Regions from separate parts of the Bombyx mori genome. Here region 1 is linked to region 2. Evidence: chromatin contacts called from public Hi-C data. All regions are on one chromosome and are shown on one strand. The core of a region is the stretch at or near the end of the contact, and the rest is flanking DNA. Distances in the headings are between cores, read along the strand shown. Region 1 overlaps LOC101744335 (mannosyl-oligosaccharide alpha-1,2-mannosidase IA). Region 2 holds the start of LOC101744335 (mannosyl-oligosaccharide alpha-1,2-mannosidase IA).

What was found. A called contact is a pair of places that touch in the nucleus more often than the background predicts.
Region 1: a Hi-C map of whole pupa shows a contact between it and region 2, with 3 times the contacts expected there. The contact joins the enhancer-like site here to the promoter of LOC101744335 in region 2. A contact is called at or near these places in 3 of 7 Hi-C or Micro-C datasets (middle silk gland, posterior silk gland and whole pupa).

The regions. Positions count from the first base shown.
Region 1 is chr9:11,931,054-11,933,753 of ASM3026992v2, reverse strand. All of the region lies in intron 1 of LOC101744335 (mannosyl-oligosaccharide alpha-1,2-mannosidase IA), which reads right to left. Among protein-coding and RNA genes, the nearest start is that of LOC101744335, 51 kb to the right of the region's middle. Within about 2 kb of position 1,348, at least 4 of the 8 cell types and tissues checked have open chromatin away from gene starts, as enhancers often do.
Region 2 is chr9:11,879,608-11,882,307 of ASM3026992v2, reverse strand. LOC101744335 (mannosyl-oligosaccharide alpha-1,2-mannosidase IA) reads right to left here and starts at 1,345. Exons shown (of 10, transcript XM_038012948.2): 1 at 608-1,345. The coding sequence starts at 1,213.

The DNA of each region.
Region 1 (2,700 bases), core at 99-2,598, 51 kb before region 2:
GACTACAATAGGAATGGGCAGTAAAGAAAACTCGATTTATTCTACTGGACGGACCCTAACGAGCACCGTTCTTGACCGCAATGCCCCCGCTACATGGAAAAGGCGGGATGAGCCAGGACGTGTGAGCGCTGAAATCATCTTCAGACGTCTCTTATTTACTATATGTATCTCTCTGCTATACATAGTTATCCTACTATTATATCTACTACGTATATCTATATCAGTTACTAGCCGTACTCGCCCGCTTCGGTGCTCATTTAAAATTAACATTATTATTTATTGTCATTATTATTAGGGAGTCCAATATTCATAAAAATAATTAGCCTATCCATTAAGTGCATGTATTTTCTACATGGATACCAAGTTTCAAGTCAATCGGATGCATGGTTCAGTAATTATAACGGAACATCCGTAAAAACCACTGTAGATTTATAATTTAGTATAGAGTATAGATACTATATCAGCTATCCTAGCCATTTACTATATTGATATTTGAATCAATATTGAAGTATGATACTAACACGTGATCTTTATGAATAAAATCTTAACATACAAAATATATTACTTATCAGCGGTTTCAATTTTAATTTGTTGTTTCAATTTGTTTGTAATAAACTAATATCAATATTAAAGTACCTACTTACGATTTTTCCATCAAATATTACTTTCCATCTACAATTTAGTATTCCTCATAAAATCGGTCCTGGTGTTGGCCGCAACTGTTTGCATTCTTCGATCGCATTCGTGCTTGGAATAGCGAAACCCGAGAAAATCGTTTCATCTGGACTTTTAACGGAAATGCAGTCTGCATAAGTGGTTGACCGAATGCTGCGCTTCGAAATCAAAATTTTTCCTTCAACATTTCTTACGAAAATCTTTTTAAAATCAGTGAAACCCAAATGAAAAACATTCTCTTATTTTCACTTCGTTATATTGAAGAAACTAAATTGACGTTTTGTTGAAATGGGAATCTGGAAAAGACGTCAGCTGACAGTGTAGATCGGATATCTTGCCAGCTAAAGAAAAATCGGGTACTCGCAATCGCAGCCGGCGGCCATTTACCAAAAGATTGATGAGTATGCAAAAGACAGTGTCGAAAAAAAAAATCCCCTTAATCCGTCTTTTGTTTTAGAGGGTATTTTTATAGAAGGATTAATAAATGTCTGAAAAGTGAAAACCATTATTTAAAACGTCAATGACTGTTATTCTTAACAACATTGCTTTTTAAAAGTGTTTTATATTTGTACAATTGGTATGAACGAAGATGGATGACAACAAACAAGCAATGTAAACACATTGTGATTAACGACACAATTGCGTTAGTGTAGGTAAATAAATATATTATATTAATACGAACACAGCTACGCTCATGCGAGACAGACTGTTTTTTTATGTGAGTCATCTATTTGAGAGTGTTTAAATTACTGGCATCGAGAATCTTATCTTAGCACAGACGAAAATATTGATGCATTATTGAAGCGCCTTGGAAACTCCATTAATGCACAGGGACTAGTAGCGACATTTACTTAATACCATTCTTAAATAGAGGAACCACAAAACATAAAACGAAGTTTTCATAAATTTTTGTTGTAGATAAGGTCCTGACCCATGTACCAGACATGCTTAAACATTAGGATGAATATTCAATTGTATTGAAGGTATAATAACGCATATCTGAGTTTTCTAACCGAAAAGAATAACTTCCTTGGGGCAGCTTTCTGCGCAAAGAAGTTTTTCTTTAAGCAGAATGCTTCCTTAAGCAGAATGCTTCCTTAAGCAGAATTTAAAATAGTTTATATTATATATTATTAAGCTTTTAATTTAAGCCTTTCAATGTGAAATTCGTATGTGATTACATGTTAGGTATGTACACTTACATTACCCCATAGGAGAAGGTACAGTGGAGCTTCTCACTCATTAGGCCATGGGCGCTTCAAATATCATCAACATCATTCGACATCGTACCAAAAACTTTTGTCACGATGGTGCCACCAAGTTCTCGTTTGTAATTTAAGGCACAGTCATTTCGAGAATCAAAAGAATTTCCGTCACAAAAATATGAGTTACTTTGAAACAGTCGCAAGCTAGCGAGTTTGCGAGGGAAGTCAATCAAGATATAAATGTTACTGTGAAAGGTTCCGTGAATAATATTGAGTGCTGAGTTTTTAACAGGAACTAATTATCTTTTTGATCCGCGAACAGCGAACATTACTGAATTCTAAAAGGGAAACGATGAAGGTCGGCATAAAACAAAATTAGAAGACTGATTTGCGCAGACCGATGATGATTTGAGATAGTTATTTCAAACTCTATCCAACTTTTGTTATAGAAAAATCAAGAACTAGTTATAAATGGTCTAAAAAAGGATTTACTTAGTACTGTATATTGGTTTTCAAAAGAATTGTGTTGCCTTAAACAAACTACCAATATCTAACTAGTATAAAGTAATCCTTAAGGCAGCTCGTGGAGTTAAAACTAAAAATAACTTGAAACGTAAGAATAAAATTTGAAAATCCATAATTTAAGGGACAAAATATCATCCTGTATTTAAACCAAAAAAACTAATTAAATTAAATAAAAATTAACAATTTTTAGCAAATCAGGGCAGAATTTGATGGAATCCCACAAGAGCTCAATATAAACAATTGCTTATTCGTAATTAATTGCCGTGTGTTCCCGGCTTAGAATTAATTGAACCGA
Region 2 (2,700 bases), core at 96-2,595:
TGAGTTAAAAAGATATAATAACTATCATAGTTTAGTCAATAAAAGGACAACTGTCTGTTAAGTCTGTCTAGTAGTTACTAGACTAATTTGAAGTCTAACCTTTTCACTCATGTGAAGCATTTTTGGATGTCAATAAATCCAAGATTAATGAATATCAAAATCTGCTCTACATACTGCAGTAACGTCATGGTAACTAAGCCATCTGCCGAGTATTGATATTTATCTTATGTATAATTTGTATATATTAATTACTTGCCTTTTATGTACTAAGAATGTCCTTTGAAAATTATTAAAATTTATTTCAAAGACAAAAACTAGTGTTTATTGTATATGTTGCTGAAAACAGACAACCCGAGGCACTACTACTATTGATTTTAATCATTTAAAATAACTATGATTACATTCCAAGCTCTTTTTTACTCATCAAATAGATTTCTAGATTGGTCCTAGATATAGGTAAGCTTAATTGACAAGGTAATGTCTTTACTTAAGCAAGATTTAAAGTTAAATAATATATAATCTGACAATTTTGAAATTCAAGTGGTATCAAGTTAACCAATGGTGTTTAATTAAATTTTAATTTGTTCAAATTATATAGCAATCTTACCTCTTTAACTGTCTCTAACTTTTGTTTCTGATCTGGATCAGCGTTAGGACCGATAGCAACAGCGACGTATCTATTAGACCCGTCTGGTTTAGGACCAGCAGGAGATGCGTCTTTAGCTGCGAAGTTCCTAACAGCGGGCTCCTCTATTGCGTCAACAGGAGGCTTGCTGGGACCTCGAGAAGAAGATACAGAAGGTGCAACATCAAACTGCGGTCTCTCGAGAACTTTCATGCCCATGTCTTCGTCTATCTTAGCCTTAAGTCTGTTTCTGTCCTCAACTATGTGTGGGTCGTCACCTTCTTCGCCATGCCGAACGATACCGACTACAGGAAAGTCTCCCACATCGTTTTGAGCGAGTGGCGGAGGCATTAACAGCTCTGGACCCGCTTTCTGAATACGTTTATACACATTGTAAACACTGTCATTCACACTGCTCGAACTTTTAAATTCAGGTAAATAAAACAGAGCTCCTAACCACACGATTCCGAACGTCAAAAGTACAGAAACAATCAGATATTTCTCTCTTATACGGAACGACCGCCGAGATATGGACGGGACGGGTACCCCGTTAACAAACCGCTGATACGTAGGTAAAATTCCCGTCATGTTTATCAGTTATTACGAATCTACACCTAATATACTAAAAATATAAATAGAGACAGTTCGACACACAACCGTCAGCCCCAATCGGCAGTCGCCATTAAACTTAAGTCATTTCAACGCAGGGCTGCCAGGCGTTGAAACTTTTGCATTTCGTTGGAATTGTTCGTGTTGAAGTGTTTTCTGAATAAAACTACGGTAGCAAAATTTATTTCAGATTACATTAAGAAGTTTCACAAAGCTGTTTCGGCTTAGATCTACTTCTCTACTACTATAGATTCACTGTTTATATTAAAATGAATAATAATATCTGGAATGTTTCACTATTTCATCTTACATAAGATTCTCAATATACTTGTTATAATTAATAAATTTTAAGTTTTATAATAAATAAATTAATTTGATTTATAAATGATTACACTGTTCGTTACATAGAAAGAAAATGGTCTTATAGTAAACATTGTGAGTGTGCCATACTTTGACACGTTTAAAACTTTCCAATAAAATCGGTAAAAATTTTTGGGAGTATTTTTTTTTATTTTGGCAGCTCTAGTCACCAATCGAAAGTCAAATAGTGTAGTGGTACCATAGAGTTAGTAGGTACTTATTAACTCCATGAGTGGTACCTAGCCAACTGTACTAAACAATCAAAATTAAATAATCTTTTTGGTAATCTTTTTCAGGCATATTTCGAAATCATATTTTGGTTTATGAATCTATCAGTTAAAATTATATGTATGTTTATTACAATTTTCAACTTAAGTCTTGCCAACGAAATATTGTTATATTTATTTACTTTTTCCATTAATTATTTATTTCAATAATTAAATATTTGGTCCGAATGAAATCATATTACAGTATGCAGTTTTAGGACCGTCTACCCAAGTTTTGATTCTTAGAAAACAGACTATTTTCATAAGATTCTATGATCTATCTACATATAATATATCTTCAGCTTATTTTGTTCGATTCATTATGCATTGATTCGAATTTAAAGCAAATCGGTTCAAGTAAAGAGGCATTTTTATGAAACTGCATTACAGCACTATTTTCATTTTCTACAAAGATTAGGTATAGATTACCTATTTATACTAAGATTAGGTAAAAGATCAGAGAACTTATCTTTGGCGCTGTGATCGCGTATATTTAATATTTGAAAATTAAATTATCAACGGGTAATTCTGTTTTTTATATTATAGAAATAGATTTAAATAAGTAGTTATTTTTGTCACTCTTTTATTAAAAATAAAATAATTAATACGTAGTAGAATAGTTTGCGAAATGAATTGGGTTTAGCGCCATCTCTTGAGTATCAAATAAACAATGACCAAAGTATCATTATAATTCAGCGTTGTAGGTAATGACTCAAACTTTTCATTAAAAATAGGTTTTATTTAAGTAAAAGATAGATGTCACTCGACGCAATGACGACGAACAATTTCTGAAGTTCCAAAATATGCGAAAGCTTCAAAACTTTCAACTGTTGGCAAGAT